Regions from separate parts of the Capra hircus genome. Here region 2 is linked to region 1. The links are chromatin contacts, called in public Hi-C maps. All regions are on one chromosome and are shown on one strand. The core of a region is the stretch at or near the end of the contact, and the rest is flanking DNA. Distances in the headings are between cores, read along the strand shown.

Region 1 (5,651 bases), core at 1,738-4,237:
TTAATTTTGGCTTACAACAGATGTTTCCATTATCCCAGAGTTGTGCCCCAAGATAGGATGGGAATGGAACAAGTGTCTAATAGGATGAGCACAAAAGAGCGAGGGTAACTTGCCACAGCTTGATCTTTCCCCACTTGCCTTCTTTTATGATTCTGCTTCTTGAGTCTTCATTTAGAGTTCAGTGGAAAACTCCCAAGTGAGAGGAAGAATTCTTTCCCATCCAGAACTTTTTCCCATCCAGAAATAGTAAATCACTTTCTATCTCTGTTATTAATACAACTTCGGCATCCCCGTCACACAAGCTCCCTGCCCATGCCTCCAAGGACTCTTCTTTGCACCTGGAAATTGTTACTTGCCTGAGCCTTGAAGTGTTCTTCTCCCTAATATGACCTTGTTTGTGAGTACTCTAGTAAAAGATATGTCCAGATATTAAAATATATAAAGTATATAAAATATATAAAGTATATAGAAAGTGAAAGTGAAGTCGCTCAGTCGTGTCCGACTCTTTGTGATCCCATGGACTGTAGCCTAACTGGCTCCTCCTTTCATGGGATTTTCCAGGCAAGAATACTGGAGTGGGTTGCCTTTCCTTCTCCAGCAGATCTTCCCAACCCAGGGATTGACCCTGGGTCTCCTGCATTGTAGGCCGATGCTTTATCATCTGAGCCACCAGAGAAGTCCATAAAGTATATGACACAAGTAAAATTAATTTGCATATAATATATTGAATGAGATCATGAAAATAACACATTTCCTGGCATTCTATTAAGATTCCATACCTGCATTATCAGGATGACCATGTTGTTGATGATGACAGTAGTTACGATCTAAGAGCCAGAATCTCCAGTCAGCCCTGTCATTGTCCCACATTCATTTCCCTTACTGGTGACCCTGACCTCATCTTGTACTTCTGATACTTGTTGTTTGGGTGAAAGCAAGTGAGGTTTTCCCATTTTCTTGGAACCTCAGGGATCCAGCTGAGTTCCGGCCTTTCTAGGTCTTCCTCTGGATTGTATCCTCATCCAGGGAAATGGCCTGGACAAAATCATCCCAGGATTGATGATTTGGGGCAGCACAAATTTAGAGGTAGAAAAGCCTCTCTGATTTATCCCAGAACAGTGGTTATATTCTCTCTTCATACATCGTAACACTACTTACCTCTTTTTTACTGATGGTTCATTATCATCCACATGGAACCCCAAAACATCACTTAGCCAAGGCCACCACATATCTTGCCTTGTTGTTCTTAAGAGCTCTTATCTCTGCTTATTTTTTTGTGTGTGTCATTTGTGGGTTGTCTCTCCTCCCAGAATAGTATAAGCTTTGTTTTATTTATCATCATATTGCTGGCATTAGAACTATATCTGGTACAAAATCTACTATTCAAACCCAAATTTGTTGGATAGATTAATGAAGAAACCCCACATTAGTTCATTAATTAATTAATAAGATTCACGCCACCGTCTGTGATTACCTCCTTGCTTATTTATCTTGTATCTTGTTTATTGCCTAGGTAAGTGAGAAATAAAGCTTTGTGGCAAGGGGGGGAGTGGTGTTAAGCCACTGATTTTTAGAGTTTTTCTTTTTAGGACTTACTGTAACATTAACCAAGATTATCTTGACTAACACATATATAAAGCCAGAGTTAGAAATTTGTTCTTTGGCCATGGAATTGAACAAACTTAATTGATATAAACTAGCATTTAGGCCTATGGTTTTTACCTAATGGCTTTCTTTTCTTTTTTGTTATTAGAATACTCATCCTACACTCCTGGCCTAAAAGCAAAAGATATAAACCCTGAAAATGTTCTGAATACAAATTAGATTTCTTCAGATATTTGCTGAGCTTTAAGTGAAATATTTCAGTTTAGTATGCTATCTAGATTGTTTCTATTGTAAATTCAAATTTCACCTAACCCATAGTTGTTTATAATTTCTAAATGGGAACAATTAATTCCCTTAGAGCTGGAGTAGGAAAGAAATATTTGTGCTCTTGATGGTGGGTGTGGGGGGGGGATCTTATTTTTAGGCTGACAGCTGCAGTGATGGTAAATTTGAGGAAGAGAGCGTGCTGGAGTCAAGTATTTACCTGTTTCAGATTTTCCCAAACTTTCTGGGCTCATGGTTATAGTCAGCTCAGTTATTTATTCTTAGACCAAAAATGTATAAGGATTTAGATTACTAAGTAGTTAGATCCAAAGTAATTTACTGACTGTAATTTGTGTGGCATCCTACAAGTGTTCTTGTGTTTTCCTCAAAAGTTTAAAATGTCCTGTGGGGCTCATCTGATTCACTGAGGTAACCCTGGGCTCCTCAGCACACACAGTGTGGGAATTCTAGGTCTCTGACTTGATAGGTGGAAGGATTTGAGGAGTACTACATTTGGAGAAGATCTTTTCGGAAGTTCCTAGCTCTGTGTGAGCTTCTGTTTTGTTTTGAGGAGTCTATATTTTATTTATTTAAGTAATTTTTTTTAAAGCTCTAATTCACTCAAAATTCTTCAGTTTGTGGTGGCTCAGATGGTAAAGAATCTGCCTGCAACGCAGGAGACCCCAGTTAGATCCCTGAGCTGGGAAGATCCCCTGAGAAGGGAACGGTTACCCACTCTATAATCTTGCTTGGAGAATTCCATGGACAAAGAAGCCTGGTGAGCTACAGTTCATGGGGTTGAAAAGAGTCAGACACAACTGAGAGACTAAAACACACACACACACACATACACACACACCAAGGTGGAGTAGGGTGAGGGCTGGGGGTCTGGGGGACAGGCAGTCTTGGGGACAGGGCTGGGGCGAGGCTGAGGCTGCCCCACTCCCACCCCCTCACCGCCCTCCCGTCATTCTTCTGCTCTCTCATCTCCACGTCAGCCGGCTGTTCTCCTGCAGCCACTGCGGCCTGGGCCTTTTGCTCTCCTCCTCAGCCAGCCTCTCAGACACGCTGGCATAGAGCTTCTTCTGCCCTCCAGCTGCCTGTGGATCTGCTGTGGGCACATGGCCAGCTGAACCTTGGCCGCCCTGTTGCTGGGTAGAGCTGCAGGCCCTTCTGCAAGTCAGCCCGTGCATTCGCCGGCAGGTGGGCCTCTCCCTGGTGGACAAGGCCCTTCTCATTGTTGCTATCCACTTCCTGGGCCTTCTTACTGTTTCAGTGGCAGCTGAGAAGGCCTGCAGCTTCAGATGACACACGGCCAGGTTGAGGTGGGAGGCCGGCTGAGGGCCTGCACCTTCCTGTGCGTCCTCATCAGAGAAGCTCCACTTTTCTTCCAGCCAGGACACAATCTTCTTCTTTTTAAAAAAAAAAATTTATTTATTTATTTATTTATTTATGGCTGTGCTGGGTCTTCGCTGCTGTGCTCAGGTTTCTGTAGTTGCAGGGAATGGGGGCCACTCTCTAGTTGCAGGGCACAGGCTTCTCACTGCAGTGGCCTCTCCTTGTGGTGGAGCACAGGCTCTAGGGTGCTCGGGCTTTGGCAGTTGGGGTGCACGGGCTCAGCTGCCTCATGGTATATGGGATCTTCCTGGACCAGGGATTGAACCAGTGTCCCCTGCGTTGCAAGGCAGGTTCTCAACCACAACCACCAGGGAAGTCCCAGGCCACAGTCTTCCTGCACTGCGGGACAGCTTGCTTGTACTTGCCTTCCTTGAAGCACACAGAGCCTCGATCCTTCACTACAGTCCTCTGCTCCAGCATCTCAGAACTCATCGCCCAGGACTTGTTGGCCCTCTCAAAAATTCTTGTGCTGTATTTCATACATCAGCTCAGCATTTGGCGGGATCTGGAACTTCTCCTTCCCAGCATTGCTGAAAGCATGCAGGTATTAAGATACACAATGGAATATTCTCTTTTATCCACACACTGAATGGCTTTCTCCAGCCCCCAGGGCAAGATGCACGCTCTCTCCCTCACCAGCTTCAAAGCTGAGCTCTCGTGAGTCAAAGATCTGGTCCTCGAAGTATCCTTCCAGCGCAACTTCCAGGGTGGCGCTGTCACTGGGCTTGGCACAGCCCTCCCCATCACCTCCGTATTCTCCTGAAGATCCCCCGTCTTCATCTTCATCTGTCAGGTCCTCTTCCTTGAACTCCAACAACTCCACCTCAAACACAAGTGTGGCTTTGGGAGGGACCCTGAGGGGGGCTGCCCGCTGAGCCCTAGGCATGCTCTGGCTTGCAGGTGATATGGCACACTTTGCCTGCTTTCATGGTTGCTACAGCAACATCCCGAGCCTTAATGACCTTCCCTCTCCCCAGGTCAAAGGAGAACCTGTCCTTGTGGTCCAGGCTGGAGTGGAACTTGTCACCGAGCAGCCAGCCCCTGTAGTGGACAGACACTCCCCGATCATCGGCATCTCCATGCCAGGGTCTTCTTGCTTGATGAACTTAAGCACACCCTCAACCTGCTCGGGGCTGAGGTCCACTGCCTCAAGGGGCTGCAGTGCCAACTGGTCCCTGCTCTTGGCCACCTTCATCTCCTTGGTGGTCATCACACTGTTTCTCAGGCAGTGGTCACCAGTGGCTGGCCGGGGCTTGTGCCTTCTTTATTTATTTTTAAAAATATTTATTTATTTATTTGGCTGCTCCAGGTTTTAGTTGCAGATGTGGGATCTTTCATTGCAGCATGCAGGATCTTTAGTTGGGCATGTGAACTGAAAGAGTTTGAAACCAAGGATCAAACCAGAGTCCTGTGCTTTGGGAGTACAGCGTCTTAAGCACTGGACCATCAGATAAGTCCTTACATTTCATCTTATTTATTTTAAAAAGTTTTCATTTTACGTTGGAGGATAGTTGATTAACAATGAAAAAGTGTTAGTTTTAGGTGTACAGCAAAGTGATTCAGTTTCACAGATACATGTATTTATTCAAGTTCTCTCCCCTTTCAGTTTATTACAAAATATTGAGCAGAGTTCCCTGTACTATATGAGCTTCTGTTTGTTTTTTTGGTAGAGAAATCTGAGTATCTATGGACAACGTATCCAAGGGGAGTCACTTGAGCTTCCAGTGAAATTTCAGCCATCGCTCTGAATATTCACATTTCACTGAAAGAAGTCACCAGCATAGATGACACCAGGTGAGGTCAGTAGACAGAAGACTAACTAAAGTGGGTGAGCTCGTTGCTGGTGCTTTCAGCCTTTGTTCTCTTGGCTTCCAGAGTCCATGCTCTTGTGGATTTCCTGTGACCTGCTCTGGATAATCCTTCCTACCTTCTTTGATCAACTAATCCTTGCTATGGAGCTTTTAATTGTTGACATTCTTCGGGTCTTGGTCTTAGATTTCAATTATAGTCTATGAGCAGATGGCTCTCCAAACCTTTAATTTTTTTTTTCCTTCCTGTTGTTGTTTTCCTTTTAAAATCATCCCAGTCCTTTAGTAAAAGAAAATCAACCTTGACAGCCATATGCAGAGACCTTGGGGAGATATACAGGCAGGGCAGTCTAGGGGTCTCCATCTAGCCCCATAGAGAGACATGGAATCCTATGAAGGGAACTCAGATGTGGAGATTCATGGGTCCCCAACCGTTCAGTAAGGTCCCGATGGAGGAGACACATGACACCCACACACAGAGTCTGGGGACCTGACTCCAGAGACATCCAAGAGGCAAAGCTTCCACTTTTCCATGGTATGCTTGATCAAGGGTTCTTCACTCTGGATAAACAACAG
Region 2 (5,153 bases), core at 256-2,755, 120 kb before region 1:
AATCATTAGAGAGCCTAAATATTGTAACACATGTAACACATACTCTTTATTAAATCATATAACATTCCATTAATATATAACGTAAAAGATTAAAGCCTCTAACACATGATAATCTATAACCGTAGAGTTGTGTGTTTTTCCCATTTTTCCCCATGCACATCCTGACATAATTAATGTAAAAAGTAACATGTCCTTTTTTTCCCCTCAATAATTATCTTGAACGTATTTTGAATGTTTGTGATTAACCTTTTAATACTGTTTTATTTAGTCCTCTTAACAAAAACAGTAAAAAGCTCCTCCATAGTTTGAGAATATCTTTCTTTAATCTGAAATGTTTGAATAAAAATGATTTAAGATTTGTTTCACATTACTTTTAACTTATTTTTAAAAGTTTACTTCAGGTTTCAAAGAGTAAAATGAATCTCAAAACTTTAGAATTTGCTAAATTTAGCACATTAAAAAATACTTTAAAATACGAGTATAAGGGCTCCAAATTGGAAAATCTTTTTCTGAACAAGTTGACTACGACTATTATTGTAAGAGTTTCATTTCCAGCTCCATCTGTTCTTCTAATCACTCTAAATTCCATGTGCAGTGTCAACAGTTAAAAAAAAAAAAAACAACCCAAAGTCTTAAAAATCAATCCTTGTCTTAACACACACGCTCTTCGGAGTCGCACGCAGCGTCTGTGTGAGCCGACTCCTCCCCACTCTTGGGGAAAACCCTGCCTAATATTTATAACGTTATGACATACTGTAATACTCACAAGGTGGTTGTAGAAGTATAAACACGACTGGAGCTATCTGATTGGCTGCTGGTGATGTAACACCCATGTCAATACTTCCCACTGAACGCACGTGTTCGACCTTTTATTTAAATTTCCATTTCATCACAGCAATAAGACACTCGGGGCGGTGCATTTTCTGTGAAATGATTATCGCCCAGAGCTGCTGCATCGAATACACAATGCAGCAGACGAGGAGGTGCCCCCGGTTGTAACCTCCTCGCCCGAAAGGTACAGCCTGGTCCAGTCTTTGTGAAGGAACAAAAATAAGTTCACTTCCTCGGGCACCGTTACCCCCCGCCCCCACCCACCCCACCTCAGCAAATGACAAGGCTGGAGAGCAGCTCCCACCGTACAGTTATTTCTCAAAGTCCCAGGTGAACTCGTGGCGAGGGAAGGAAAATGTGCGTCCCGGGCGCGGGTAGGTGCGTGCGGGCAGCGGGGAGGCGGCCAGACCTGACACTCGCCAGCTGTTTGTCCTCCGCGGAGCCCGGCCCCGGCTGCACACGCCCGCCCCCTCCCCGAGACCCCCCAGCCCGCCGCCCGGCCTTTTGTCCCCCGCCCCTCGGCCGACTTCCTTCCCCCGCGGCCGCACCCCCGCCCCCAGGCCGGAGGCGCGGCCCGGCCCCTTTCCCGGTCCCCAGGCGCCCCCACCCCACCCCAGCCCAGCCCCAAGCCCAGCCCCCTCCCCCCGCCCGGCCCCCACCCTTTCCCCCTCCAGCGGTTACTGCTACCCCGGTGCATTGTGGGCGCACGGTCCGTTGTTCATTTGCCATTCGACCTCCGCCAGGGCCTGGTCGGACGGAAACGCTCCGCCGGCTTTATTGTCGGTTCGTTATGTGGCGGAGTCCGGCAGTTTAACGTGCCTCTCGCCCTCAGCGCTTCGGAAGCCGGCAGCCGCGTCGGGACTCCTCGGCGCGCCGGAGGAAGGATATCTTGTTTGGAGGGTCGGTGTGTGCGCGCGGCTTTAAAGAGGGGGCAGCGGAGGGTCTCCCCGCACTCCGCCTCTCAACTTCGAAGGCCCCACGCGCGCCGGCTCGCTGCTCACCTCTCCGCCGCCCGCCCCCCCCCTTCTCCGCGCGGGACGCTGCCCGGAGCGCCGCGGGGCGGGGGTGGAGGACGAGGAGGCGGCGGCCCGGCGGGCGGCGGCGGCGGCGGACGCGTGAGGCAGCCCCGGGGAGCGAGCGCGAGCCGGGCGGGAGGACGAGGCCGAGCCCCGCGAGACCGGAACGCCCGCGGTGGGGGCGGGAGCGAAGCGGAGGGGGAGCGGCGGGGAGCGCGCGGGACGCGGCCCGAGGCCGGGCGCGAGCCGGGGCACCGGGCGGCGGCGGCGGCGCGCGCCATGTCGTTCAGTGAAATGAACCGCAGGACGCTGGCGTTCCGAGGAGGCGGGTTGGTCACCGCCAGCGGCGGCGGCGGCTCCGCGAACAATAACGTTGGCGGGGAGGCCTCGGCTTGGCCCCAGCAGCCCCAGCCAAGACAGCCCCCGCCGCCAGCGCCGCAGCCGCTCAATGGGCGGGGGGCCGACGAGGAAGTGGAATTGGAGGGCCTGGAGCCCCAAGACCTGGAGGCCTCCGCCGGGGCTGCCGCCGCCGCCGAGGAAACCAAGGAGTTGCTGCTCCCCCAAGACGCGGGCGGCCCCACCTCGCTGGGCGGCGGTGGCGCCGGGGGCCCCCTGCTAGCGGAAAGGAACCGTCGGACTCTGGCCTTTCGAGGCGGCGGCGGCGGGGGGCTCGGCAACAATGGCAGTAGCCGCGGCCGCCCCGAGACCTCGGCGTGGCCCCTGAGGCATTTCAATGGGCGAGGGCCGGCGGCCGTGGAGCTGGAGCTGGACGCGCTGGAGGGGAAGGAGTTGATGCCGGACGGCGCGTCCCTGAGCGACAGCACCGAGGACGAAGAGGAGGGGGCGAGCCTGGGCGACGGCAGCGGGGCGGAAGGAGGCAGCTGCAGCAGCAGCAGGCGGTCGGGCGGCGATGGCGGGGACGAAGCGGAGGGCAGCGGTGTGGGAGCTGGAGAAGGAGAGACTGTCCAGCACTTCCCGCTCGCGCGGCCCAAGTCCCTAATGCAGAAGCTCCACTGCTCTTTCCAGACCTCCTGGCTCAAAGATTTTCCCTGGCTGCGCTATTCCAAGGATACTGGCCTTATGTCTTGCGGCTGGTGCCAAAAGCCCCCCGAGGACGGAGGAAGCGGGGATCTGCCCCCAGTGGGGCACGACGAGCTTTCGCGAGGGACCCGCAACTACAAGAAAACCCTCCTTCTGAGGCACCACGTCTCTACCGAGCACAAACTCCACGAAGCCAACGCCCAGGTACGATATATGTTGCTCCTGCTTTTTCAGATCTTTGGGGGAAAGGTTTATCAGCTAAAACTCACTCTACTGGGTGAAGACATCTTTCCTGTTAGGAGAGAGGTGTAGGGAATTTAGGCGTGGGGGGTTCGAAAGCCTGGGAATAAGTTTTCAAAAGTTAACCGGGGGAGTTGGGGGGAGGGGGAGGAATGACAATTTTCTAATCATAGCACTGAATTTGATTTAATTTTTTTCATGACTCAGATTTCTTTGCCCGTCAGATTGAATCAGAAGGAAAGTTTAATAAGCGAGGTTGAAGGTTTTAACCCTGTAAGGTTGGCTTTGTGGTTAGAATGTTATTAGCTGTGATTTTAGAAAAGCTGCTTTAATGTTGGTAGTCTTTTAGCGTGCTGTTGGAAGTCAAATCTGGTAACTCTTTGAAGAATGAATTAAACTCTTTCCTTAACCTTTGACGCTACCCCTTTTAGGAGAACATGCAACCGAGAAAATTCTTTTTATCATGTCGGGATAATGTGAAATATGAGAGTAGTATGTAAATATAGAGGAAGCTATTTGTATAAGACTTAGTGAATGATTATACTAAATTCATCTCCTTAAACTTTTTGTTGAACTTCTCTTTCCAAAGGTATGCTTTTGGTAAATTGTGGTAGTTTTTACTTGCTTCCTTCTCCAGATTTCTATGCTGAGATTTTCTGTAATCCCCTTTTCCAAAAAGTTTTCATTTAAATGTAGTTTACTTTAAACTTAGGATATTTGAAATGTTGACTGTAAAGTTACTTCTACCAACTAGTTGATTCGAACTGGTAGAGAATGTATTTACCAAAATCATAAGTTCTTAGTTATTAAACAGGTAAACGGTACTTCTTAAATCTTGTCTTAGTATTTCTGGATTAAAGATAGTAGTCTTATCATTTTGATAATCTCTTTCCAAGCCAAGCAGATGTTAATCAGTCCTCCTAAGACAACCTGTGGTTGTAGATGGAATTCATTCTTTTGTATCGGTAGCCAGGCATTGATTTCAGAAAGTCACCTTTCAGATACTAGTCCCTTTGTGTGTTGGAGTGATCTTGCTGTTTAGAACACTTTTAGTGGAGTTAATTAGGCACTGTCTAATAACCCTGTAGCCCAGAAATTTCTCAGTAGTTGAGACTTTAACATTAAGGCATAGGGTTGTTTTTCTCAGGGGGGTAATGGCAACAGTTTTTTTTCACAACTTTTAGTTGCCTAAGCCCTACAAGGAAGGTCATTTAAAGATGTAAGGCCCGGAAAGGTTAAGTAAATTGTCCCAAGTCTTACAGTTTTTGGTTATAAATGAGACTAGCCTTTATAAAGAATGTTGCAATGGAGGAAGGAAAAAAGGTTTTGGAATAAAATCTAGGTTCACATCTCAGCTTTCTGCAGTTACTAGCTTTATGACCAAACACAGATGTCCCTTATTTTGGCAAGTAATTATTCTGTTCCCATTTTACAGAAGAGGAGTCTAGAGGCTTCGACGCGTTATATATTCCTGAAGTTAAGTAGTATGATGAAGTGGAGGGCTTGTGAAAATGAAAGTATGTTTTTCTAAGTGATGAGTTGGTTATTTAGAAAAATCTAAAAGGACAATCAAACTGAATTTCTTAATTCAGTGGATCAGTTACTCTTCTTCAGTGTAGTCTGTGTAGGCAGATCTGAATGGGAGTGCAAATTATTACAGTTAGCTGCTTAGTGAACCTGAAATCAGAGGAACGGGGAATTAGTTGGATAACCTTATGATAGACTTAGCATGGTGTATTCCTCTCCCCTCGGCATATATCTGGATTAGGGAATTCATCCCTAGGTAAAACCTTTTCTAAACTTAATCCCTGAATTATCCCTCCCTTACCCTTTGCCCCCTTGAAACTCCCTTTTTACAATATAATCTGCAGACCAACTACTTTCTCTTAGGACATTATATCATTAGACTGAGAATAATACAATTTAGTCAGTCATTCTGTTTGTCTAAGGCTATTTATTGGTTCCCTTGATTGGATTTTGGATGTTTCCACTCTGAACTGATCCTAATCATTTCTATTTACATTC

The links. Hi-C and Micro-C count contacts between places; a contact is called where the count stands out from the background.
Region 2: a Hi-C map of blood shows a contact between it and region 1, with 3 times the contacts expected there. The contact joins the promoter of ZBTB10 here to the enhancer-like site in region 1. A contact is called at or near these places in 2 of 5 Hi-C or Micro-C datasets (blood and liver).

What each region holds. Positions count from the first base shown.
Region 1 is chr14:38,260,172-38,265,822 of ARS1.2, reverse strand. It overlaps the pseudogene LOC102183706. Among named protein-coding and RNA genes, the nearest start is that of ZBTB10, 120 kb to the left of the region's middle. Within about 2 kb of position 2,987, at least 2 of the 5 cell types and tissues checked have an H3K27ac peak or open chromatin away from gene starts, as enhancers often do.
Region 2 is chr14:38,379,292-38,384,444 of ARS1.2, reverse strand. It overlaps ZBTB10 (zinc finger and BTB domain-containing protein 10), which reads left to right and starts at 1,505. Exons shown (of 6, transcript XM_013969300.2): 1 at 1,505-3,092. The coding sequence starts at 2,127.